2 separate regions of the Drosophila melanogaster genome follow, and region 1 is linked to region 2. A link is a contact called in public HiChIP or PLAC-seq data. All regions are on one chromosome and are shown on one strand. The core of a region is the stretch at or near the end of the contact, and the rest is flanking DNA. Distances in the headings are between cores, read along the strand shown. Region 1 holds the start of mthl5 (methuselah-like 5). Region 2 holds the start of Lk6 (Lk6 kinase).

Region 1 (5,719 bases), core at 2,659-5,158, 120 kb after region 2:
TCGTTATAATGGCCAACGAGAAGTTCCGGGAGCGCGTCGAAGTTTGGACCGTGTTTGAAAAGCTCCCGGATCAGTATCCAGCCTTCTTTCGCCACGTGCTAGAGAGCTGTTTGCCGAGCAAAAAGGCAAAGGAGGCTAGTAGCACGCTAAGGGAGCGGACAGCGCTGTTGATGTTCATTAACCACTGCTTTAACAGCATGGAGATAGAGCTGTGCAGAGAACAGGCCAAACGACTAGTCTCCTTGTCCATGTGGCATTGCCTGCAGCCTCGTAAGTTCTTCTTCGCAACTCTTCACATCTATCAAAGTGATCAAAAATGTATTTGCTTGCAGGCCGTCGCGAACAAGAGCTTCGAGAAGTTCCTGAGTGGCGAAAGTACTGGAAACGCTTGCTCAAGAAGGAGAAAGACAGCAAACCGGAGGTCCTCTGGGAGAGACACTTTATGCAGAACCTTATCATTGACTTCCTGCACATACTCGAAAGCATTCCCGCCGAAGGCGAGGTGCCGCGCAACGTGGTTCACTACTGTGAGCGCTTCCTAGAGTTTATTATCGACTTGGAGGCACTTTTGCCGACTCGACGCTTCTTCAACACGGTTTTAGACGACTGTCATCTGATTGTGCGGGCTCTTCTGTCACCCTTGGTTCGTCGCGAGGAGGGAAAACTGTTTGGTCAGGTAGGTGTCAGACTTCTCATTTAATAACTATCTCGTACAGCATAAATTAGTTAAAATTAAGTACAAATCTCAATGTTGGACATTGCTAAACTACGAAAACACTTATATTAGTGTGGACGGTGGCTCCTCAGTAATCGTTGCCGTTCATATAATGCAGCTCATCGCCCCAGTCGTTTGCCGACGGTGGCTCATTGTAGCAGCAGGTCTTTTTCAGCAGAAATGTCACATGTCGCTGGCGCAGCACGCATATGTATAGCAACAGCGGCGTCTGCAGGGCGTTAACTACGATGTGGGCGTAAAGCAGGCCTTCCATCTGCAACCAGGACATTATGAGGAATAGCCAGGCTATAGACATTACTAACAGCATCAGCGAGAACATGATAAAACTGCAAGGAAGATAATGTTTTCATATACTTATATGTAATGCCTAGATGCCGATCTACTTACTTGGCTTTCAATTTGTGCGCAATGCGGCCGTATACCGTCCTGCGGTTAATCAACTTCCTGGTGGTCACATAGAAGAATATGTTTACCAAAATGGTACAAGCAATTGGAGCAAAGAATATGCATATGCCTAGCCAGCCGATCGTCTCTTGCTCGCCCACCATGTGCTCCTGTTTGTAGGATTCGGCGTCGAGGAAGAAATGTGCGAAGACAGCCAGTGCAGCCATCGTTGCTGTGCATCCCCAAGCATACGCAGAATAATAGCAGTACTTCCTGCCGTCCGTGACTCGCAGGAAGACGTTCCTCGAACGAAAGGTCTTCCAAATGTAAAAACCGAAACTGTTCAGCCAGAAGAAAGCTGCCAAGAGGCTGAAGCACAGGATAATGTCCGCCACAATGAAGCTCACATGGCTGGTCAGCTCGGTGAAAATTCTGACAAGGTCTGCTGCCTGGCTTACCATAAGGCACATGGCTATCGTTGTCACAATGTTACCAACCAGATCTCTGCTGAATGGATTGAAAATTAACGCATGAAGCAAGTCAAATTCAAACTATTGCTCACCTGAGAGTAGGAAGTATAAAATAGATGATGGCGATGACCAGCAGGATAACAAGCGAGATGCCATGGAAAATTGGGTTTAAGATTTTGCGGAGCAGAAAGTTTGAGTCACTCCACTTGATCTCCTTGCGGGCCAAGCAAATGTTGGCGAATAGCACATTTTCCTCTCCAGTACTGGAAGTGGCCTGCGAATGGATTTTATGATCATCCATGCAATTTATGTGGACTTTAGCTACTCTTACCTTGTCAATGCAATACAATCCCTTATCGTAGTCATGGTATAGCGGTTCCAGACTGCCGGCAATATCCTCCTCATAATCCGATTGTATTCCATGACGCTCCTCTGCTTCGTTTTCGGCATTGGTGTAATGCCTTAGCCTCCCATCATCCAGTAACACTAGCTTATCAGAGCTCTAGAAAATATAAAAATATCTATAAGTATCTAAAAGTTTCTATGCAAAGAACTTCAAACTCACGCCAGCATAGTGGTATATTGGCCACATCTGCATGGATCCACAATTTGGAATCCCGATGACGAATTTGAACTTAACGGGCCTGTTTTGCTCTCCTCCATAGCTGGTGAACATCGGCTGGAAGTAGTCTGCAAATGGAAACGGACGATAAATAGAGAACACAGACCGTGGAAAATCATAAAGGCAGTTCAAGTTAACGCTGCTTTTGTTGCGGCTGGTGGATCAGAGGGGAGCCAGATTTTCTTTTCTCTCTGCGAATATAAATATTTACGCTTCTGGGCAAAGAACTTGAGCTGTTCCATGCGCCTTCATCAGCTGGTTTTGCAATTTGTGCAGATTGGTTCTTCTTCAATTATCGGAGTTCGGATACATTTTTTTCCACTCAGCCATTCATATGTTAATCATAGCTAAGCACACGGAAATTAGATTGCATGTTGCGATTATGTGCCCTGTTGTATTGTAGTATTGGGATTACTCAAATGACTACAATTAAAATCGGATGAGATCAGTACAATGCAATGATTCAACTATCAGTAATAGTTACATTTTTATGTGTCACCTATATGGCCGATCCATGGTCATAAATGTTTTATCCAGTTTTAGTTGTCCGAGCTAGAATATCGATATAGATGCTAGAGTACGCTTTTCTATTTCCCACAATTGTTGCGATTGTTTGTCAAACATTCACCCAAGGCAATATATCACTATATTCACCATTAGCTCCACAAACATTAATTACCAGGGCTCGCATTTATGGGGAACAGAAGCATCTTATATTACCTTACTAATGGATTTTTTGCCTCATTTTACTTCCAAGAGATAATATTCCCGATTTGGGAATCCCTCATCAAGTGGCTACTTTATAGTTTAAACAGAAACATGCCCCACAGCATAAATCATATTTCTCATCAGGATTGGGGCCACCCTCTGTTTGTTTTAAGAACTTTCTTGGGGGAGTGCGAACTGTGGAGTTGGGGATATTTAGCTGTTGGCTTCGTTCCACTGATCCACTGATAGCCAACAAATGGGCCATTTAATGTTGGGCATACATATGTTGCATGCCAGAAGGGAAAATCCATAAAGTTGAATGGCCAACCAACTTCGTTGTGGTTGTTATGGCAACTTTTTCGAGCGACTAGGAGTTTTCCGCCTGGCCAGCTGTTGAACTTACCCGTTTCATTGACCTGCTGACACTCATGGTCCACGTGTATCTCGAACTTCTCGCAACATTTGTTGACCAGCACTAGGTTGGGATCGGAAGATAGGGCTGTTGATGATCCGGCGCTAGTGACATGACTGGTTACTGGTAAAGGGTTTAGACTAAGAAGTAATACGCAGAGCAGGGAAATCAGCAGAGCGCAGCAGCTGCATTTTTTTGCATTTTGCCCGGCTGCAAAATGCGCGCCAAGCGTTTTTACGAGCATCTTTTGCTTAGTAACACAGACACAGATACAAATACAATACACAGGTAAAAGGCAGTTGTCGTTGGTGTTTATGTGGATCTGCGCTTGCTAAGAAATGCGTCATCAAGGTGCCGGCTGTGAGCCAAGATCATGACTTGCATGCCAGAACTCAAGTAAGGCGACACTTTTTTTTGTATCAACACACCCACAAAGGCACTTTCGTCTGGGTTTCAGACTCGTATTCGGTTAATAAACAATGCGCGCTTTACTTCCTCTTTAAACAGTATTCAAAACGAAATAAAAATTGAAGAAGCAACATCAACCGATTCGAAGCGACGACAAAAAGCGAATGACTCTCTGTCCCCGGCTCTTAATATCGAGTCACTAAGGCGGCGAGAGAGTGGAGAGTTGCGAGAGCAGCGCTCAACCCCCACCAAAGAGCTCCCTCTCTCGCATTGAAAACCAGACTGAGCGTTGTACCCGAGTGCACCGACTATTCACTGCCCTGCCTGAAGGAATTTAAACCCACATATAATACCGTTCTTATTTATTTTCCGATTTAATACTTTTTTAAGGCATGCTATCAAATGTAGAAGAAGACATAGTAGGGAATGTACTTAGACATTTATGTAGGCTTACTACGGTTTCTATATGACTAAATGCTATTTCAATTTCAAGTTACTCACTTATTGCATTTGAAACAGATTGCACGCAAACAGATCTATATACTCAAAAGTAGCGTTGTATAATACCCTTTGATCCATCGAGGGTATAAAATGTGGAAGCAAGGCTTTGAATTCGCGCCCTCTTTCCATCACCGTGCTCTCTTTTTTTAAATTGAGCGACGGAAATTATCAATTGGAGCAAGTAGTCCGTGCGAGTGAAGCAGGAACCGGCAATGTCTGCCCGTATGAGTGTGCGACGGCTTTGTTTGCTCCTCCAGCGCACTCTAGTGCTCCCCCTCCCCTCGCTTCCTGCACCAGGATGAGGCTTGATGATGCGGTGCGATAAGATGCAGCTGTGTGCAATGCCCTATTGACGCGTGGCCTGTCATCACACTTGTCCTCTCGCACCTCCACAAACTCTGAAATGGAAGGGAAGATAAGAAGTCTTCTTTAAAGACTTCCCTTAGTTAAATGTTAGTCCGCAACACCCTTCAGCTAACCTTCAACACAGATTTGTATTGAACACACACGCATGTATTGGGTTTTAGGGAAAGTCCCCCCATTCCAACGGCAAGGACTTCCGCTTTCCGCTCACCTGGCTGGTCTAATTAGCACTACCTCTCTCGCACACATAGCCAAACTTAAATGGTGCAACTGTGTGAGTGGTCTTGCCCAAAATGATGACGTATCAACCTTTTGGGGTACACCAACCGGCTTGGCTTACATAGTATGTCTGGCTTTGAATACCTGTAGTGCAGCTGAAATCAAGAAAGAGAGAGAGAGAGCTTGGCAAGGCAAGAGAAACGCTCAATGTTTGCGTGAGTTTGTAGAATTCACGATGGCAGGTAGTACAACAAACACGTTCCATTCAACACGCGCGTTTGGGAAACCGAACAGGAGCGGATCAGCCCAAATGGGGGTTGAGAATTCATTTATTTGTAATATCTCTTAATTAGATATAACGACTTCTTGACTGATTGCTATAACAATATGAAAAAACAAACATACCTACAGCTCCTGGACATGCTAAAGTTTTATACCCGCTTCGAGATCAACGACGTTACTGGAAGTTCGCTCACTGATCACGACATGACCCAGCTGCACTACAAGAAGATCACCTCGCTGCAGCGAGCGGTGTTCGCCAAGTTTCCCAGCCTGCGGGTCTTTGCCTTGTCCAACGTAGCCACGGTGGATAACAGGGAGTCGCTGGAGCAGCACTTCGGTGGGTTGGATGGCAAGGGACTCCTTCAGATTGCCACGTTCTTGAATCTCGTGCCAGAGGAGGTGGTCTCACCCTTGGACTGGCATCGGGTAGACGAGCAATTTCTGCGTGAGCTGCTGATTACGCGACATGAGCGACGCTGTTCGCAGTTGGAGGCGCTAAACGAGATGCCCCTGTATCCCACGGAGCAGATCATCTGGGACGAGAACGTGGTGCCCTCGGAATATTACTCCGGTGACAGCTGCTTGGCGCTACCCAAACTTAATCTGCAGTTCCT
Region 2 (5,646 bases), core at 2,703-5,202:
GTCGATACAAACTCATATTTGCTGAGATCTCGATGGCAAAGAGAAAACATTAGCTATGTGTTTGCCGATCGAGTTCTTGTCTTTCGAGGGGTGTAAATATTGACACACTAGTTTAGGCCAGATTAAGGAGGTAACCGATACTGATACCTGTACCTCCACCGATACCTGTGTTATCACACAACCTGGCCAATAAGCCCACGCACACCAACGCATCGGCGGCGGAAAGAGAGCGGCGATAAAGCCACATCATATTGGACACAGAACCAGTTTTGACAAAAAGTCGCTTTGTGGTTGTGTCCGACACGCCGCAAGCAAAACAAAAACAGCAACAGGAAAAACAATAACAAAGCGACAAACCGAGAAGCGGTCGAAAGAGAGAGACTAAAGTTTAAGAGAGCGGCACAGGAAGAGACCGGTGCGGGAGAGCGTTACATGATGCAATTAAGTTCTTGTAAAAAGAGAGTACACAGGAAGAAATATGGTTGTGGCATATGATTGATTTTTAACGGTTAGAGCATAGTTTTACAGTGGCACATAAACTAAACGTATTTCACTGAACAGCCTAATGTTTTCATATTTAGCTAATTTGAAGTAAACAAGTTATTTTTCTTTCAGTGCAGAGAGAGCCCTGTTTCATTGTTTTTGTACGTTTTGGAGTGTGAGAGCGCGATGCCCGAGAAAATGTCGTGAAAGACGTGGAGCAGAGGTGCGAGGGAGAGAGACAGACTCCAACACCAATGCCAATGCATACCAATGAAGGTGGTGTGATGTGCGCGAGTTCTGTTTAAAAGCAAACAAGTGGAAAGGGCAAACAGCAAAACAAAAACTACATTTAACTTGCTTTGTTTTCGTTTTGCACAGTAAACAACACATATGCCTCAGCTGACGTTTTTTCCACTGCGGCATTGCCACAGCTAAAAAATAAATTTCTCTCTCAGGGCTTTTGCGCAAACGAGCAAGGGAGACAGAGATATATTGGGCTGATTTCATGAATCGGAGGAGGCTGCACGTAGGCACCACTAGATGTCCTCCTATCGATAGGCCTCGATAGAATGAAAAACTTCTCGATAATTATGGAAAATTATTATGGATCGTTGGGGGGAAAACAAGTTTCCAGCTGGTGGGCTCCAATTGACAGCGTTTTGCACTCAGTTGATTGCAGCTGCAAAATCCACTCCAGCACAACTCCTAATGGGCGCACACATTTTATATGTGTGGGAGGCCAAGCAACGAACGTCACACCAAGTGCAATAAACGTCATGAAGGTTATAATCGTAGTTTGTTCACATTTCGCCGCGTTCGCTGCATTTTGGGCACGAATACGCATTTGAACACGAGTGTCAGTGCATTACGCTCAATCGATCAGCCATCATGAGTCATTTTCCATTTCCATAACTGCCTGCACACGCTCAATTTCAATTTCTCGGTCTCGGCTAGCTGGCACAGATACTAGTGCCGTCTCTCTCACTTCGCCGGCAGCTTTGGTGGTGTTGGTGGAATGGCAGGGAAAAGGAATACCCTTTTGTGCTTGGAATCTAGTATTGCTTAAATTGATAATCATATTATGCGAATTTATACCAGTCAACTGGTCTAATTACAAAGGGTAACTATTGGTGCTGAAATCTACATATGTATGTGTGAATATATTCCTATTGTACAGCAGTTTACCCATATGGATTTCATGATTTTTCAAAGCAGCTCACTTATGCCCGATTTTATAGGATATTAGTGGAATTAGTGGATGTCAGTGGTCCAACCCAACCGTATCTAGCATATTTACACAACAATCTGTCCTGTTTCATAAGATTATCTTTGATAAACACAAAGTATGGACTATAATCACTATCTAAACGAAAACAACAAACTTCTAGTTTAACCTCCAGTTAGAATATGACTAATTAGTGGATTTAGTTGATCTTTGTCATTGTTATTTTATAGCATATATCAAATCCCACATATAATTAAGAACTTGTGTACAATAATAACACCCCCAGTGATGGTTATAAAGTCCAGATGCTGGAATACCCCTAAAATTAGGGCACATACACACTTATATTCAGCTTAATGGCCCCAGTCGAATGATGCAATGGGGTTCTCTTGGCGAAACAAAACAACTGTAAACACCACACAGACTGTGCGGGGTGGGTGAAGGGAAGCGGAGTGGGTGGTGGGGTTGGGCGCCGGCAGGCAGACAGCATGCATGTTCTCGAACATCGTGTGACGTCAAGGAAATACACTGCGGCACCCGGTGCGCAACGTGGCCCAGTCAGTCAATGCTCCCTAGTTCGTTCGATTGATTAGCAAGGGTAAACGAAACGAAAGTGCTGCCTGGCCCAGCTTTGCCGATAACTGACTAGAAATCCACTGAATGAAAGCGTAGGAGCAATGGTCGGGTCTTTTCTCTGATTGGTAGTCAGTCCCCACCCAATGACAAGCAGAATAATACATACATATGGTTAGGAACTTTAGAGGAAGTATAACTTCCGATACAAAATATTACATTAACGTATATCTTTTTTTTACCATTGCATTTTAGCAGAAATATCCTACAAATCGTATTTTATAGGTACAACTTTAAGAAGCAAAGAACGTTTGTCACATTCTCAAAATAATAATTATATGCTTAAATAAGGCTTTTGTTTTCTTTTGGCATGCAAATAACTGTTGCCTACGAAATATACTTTATATTTAGGCAATACAACAATATTACGACAGAGATACAGGTGAATTTCCAATAGGTAGAAGTTCAAATTTATACGAAAGAGCTGCCAAATTCACAGTCAGAGCAAATATTTGCAATTATTTCATCATTCTGTTAACATGTTGTCTAGTTAAAATTAAACTGGTGACACACGAAGCGCAAATATGCGAAATCTCTTCAGAAGGTTTCCAAAATATATCTCATGCATCACAGTTTGCTTCTCAGCTATGGGAATTTAGTGTCAAACTCCCAGAGTTCTAGAAACTCAAATTGCTCACCTGACTGACTCTGGCTGCAGCTGTTGTCCGTGTTGCTGCAGGAAATGCCGCTGCCACTCCGGATGCCGCTGTCCCCAGATCCACGGGGGTGGTTGTTGTTATTGTTGTTGCTTGCTTTCGCAGCAGCGGCAGAAGCAGCTGTCCCGGACTTGGGCTCCACCATGTTGTTGCTGTTGTTGTTACTGTACGGTGCTCCTGGACGCGATTAGAGTGAGACAGGCAGAGTGCTTACAAGCTGGAAAAAGGGTTTACGGTGCAACAAATGAGCAGCAGTTTTTCTCAGTCTCTCGTGCTCTTTCCTCTCTTCTCGTTCAGTTCATTCAAAATCAAAATGGTGGCCGCCTATGGGATTTTTGTGTTTTTAATACAATGCGGCGGTTGATGAAAAAACTGATTCAATTCTGCTGCAGATGCTCCTCTCTCTCTCTCTCTCTATCTATCGCTCTCCGCTGTTTATTTATTCTTGGTTTGGTGGTTGAGTCGTCGTTGGTGTGGCTGCTGTTGTTGTTGTAATCGATGGCTGCTGCTGATTTCTCTCATCACACAGGCGAAAAAAGCTCAAGCAAAAAATGGGGTTTATCTATTTGCACCGCTTTTTTCGGTTATCTGCGATATTTTTTGTTTTTTTCTTCGGGTATTGCGATTTTTGCGTTTCACCTCTTCTTTGTGGGCTTGGTGCAGTAGTGCTGTTGCTGTGGTTGTTGCTCTTGTAGTTGTTGGTGAGATGGTTGTTGTAGTGATGGAGGCGTTAATTTAGTTCTATTTTATTTTCCGGAGCTGCTGGAGATGGCTGGTGTGGCGGTGGAGTTGGTCGTTAAAATTTCCTCTGCTGATTACAACACAAAAAAAATCGCTGAATAGCGGACAAAAGCCGTTTTCTTTGCGTATTTCGCTTTAAGTTTCCTTCCCAGCTACCGATCCATTTTCAAAGTTCGAATGATTCCGACGAATGACGACGAATTCATCCGTGTGGCCGGAGGTACCATTTTGGTAGGACCGTTTTTCGGGCCAACGAAAATACCACAAGACGGCAGCGACACTAGGGTTTTTTGCTTCAAATGTAGTATGGCTACGCAACTCACATATGGTTGAGAACTTCGCTGTTTATTTGGTGGTTAAACTAGCTAAATACAATAAGAGTGGCAACGCCGTCACGTTTTCTACATGTATTTTACTTGGCGTAGTGCGCCAAGCTTATAAACCACAGTTGGGCGGTTCTTTTGAATTGTTTAATTTACACCCCACTATGAAACTTATTAGCCTTCTTTATTTATTTTATATTTTATTTTTGGGAAGAATACGTTTACTCAAGGTTCGCAGCTTGTCAATCAGTATTCGCAAATATCAATAATAAAAGGCATCAATTTTCCAATCAGCAGTTGAAAAGAACTCCCCTCGACATTTGAACAAAATGCATTTTTGGGTGATTATAATTTATTAGAATTTTTATTGACTTAAGGTAAATATAAATAAAATATTATTCAAGTACAAAGTTATATATACTCATTAATATTATTTGATTCAAGTAAATATATTTCAAAGTGGCGGTGTTTTATTATATCATTTTTCAATTAAGTACAATTTACTGTTCCTGCTCTATTTCTATGGGTTCGCAGAGAGTCCAAAAGTACTCTTAACACTCGGTCCTGTAAGGTGTGTATAATTTTCGGGCAGGCCATTTTCGGATTTGGCCCGACCGGAAAATATTGCGAGCCATTGACGACGCACCTGCAAGTTTTAAACCTGGCTTATTGACTCGTGATTTCCTCGTCTTTGAGACCCGGGGATCGAGTACTTGTGGGTACTTTGCGAACCCGGACTTCAAACCTTGCCCATGCAACAATTGTATCTTTGTGTAGTTTACGTTTAATCAATGAATTTGGATCACAAACAGTAAATACGTCTTTAACGATAATTGCAGTTGAATTAAACATATTAAGATAAGGGTAGTGGGGTGGGGGTACCTTTGTTTTAATTATAAAAATATTATATCTGCATTTTACATGTTTTTGTTTCGCTACTATCGTTTTTGCTCGAAATTACATAAGTCCAGCCTTAAAACAAGTAATTTTCGTCACCAATCGCATTCGCGCACGCTCCATTATCCATAACACTCGGTTTCGTCATCAATTCAATTCAATTCAATTTTGCATTTAAACGCTACGTTGCCTTAACTTCAGTCCTTTCGCAGAAAATCTAACCCTTAAATGTATTTAGCTCTTCGCCCGTCGATCCTTTTTCTTCCCTCCTTCCTTCCTTCACATCCCCCGCATGCTGCAGACACTAAACATAAATTCAATACGTACAGTTTCAAATTGGATGCGCGGCATCGTATCGTCGTTTAATGTAAAAGGTGTAATGCTACGCGCCCTTTTCGTCTGATCCTTGCCCTAAATGCCATCCTAGGGTATTAATCCATCCACCTCTAACTACAATTTAACTTCTCTTTGGCCGCAAACCCCCCGCATTACTTATTTAGCTCCTGTAAATATGAACTGCTTATGTTTCGCTTACGCTCCTTCGATCATTTTTGTGTTTGCTTTTGTTTTTGTGTTTATAATTTATTTAAATGCACTAAAAGTTGCACGGACCGTTTGCCAGCAGCCTGTGAAGTCGATCGTCGTCGGTTCGGCTGTGTTGCGATCTAGATCTATCCTGTAATTGTCG

The links. HiChIP or PLAC-seq counts read pairs in DNA pulled down with a chosen protein or histone mark.
Region 1: a contact with region 2 is called in a Psq HiChIP or PLAC-seq map of the Kc167 cell line, with 4 times the contacts expected there. The contact joins the promoter of mthl5 here to the promoter of Lk6 in region 2. A contact is called at or near these places in 6 of 107 Hi-C or Micro-C datasets (the Kc167 cell line, the S2 cell line, the Sg4 cell line and 1 more) and 2 of 6 datasets of contacts at active chromatin or transcription factors (both in the Kc167 cell line).

Annotation. Positions count from the first base shown.
Region 1 is chr3R:11,883,260-11,888,978 of dm6, forward strand. It overlaps mthl5 (methuselah-like 5), which reads right to left and starts at 3,909. Exons shown (of 6, transcript NM_141869.3): 1 at 3,324-3,909; 2 at 2,156-2,280; 3 at 1,922-2,092; 4 at 1,683-1,864; 5 at 1,124-1,624; 6 at 679-1,062. The coding sequence starts at 3,576. The coding sequence ends at 804. CG31368 reads left to right here. Exons shown (of 8, transcript NM_206476.3): 2 at 1-270; 3 at 333-676; 4 at 5,235-5,719.
Region 2 is chr3R:11,760,505-11,766,150 of dm6, forward strand. It overlaps Lk6 (Lk6 kinase), which reads right to left and starts at 3,953. Exons shown (of 6, transcript NM_143729.3): 1 at 2,980-3,953. The coding sequence starts at 3,142. l(3)neo38 (lethal (3) neo38) reads right to left here. Exons shown (of 6, transcript NM_001043243.3): 6 at 4,534-5,646.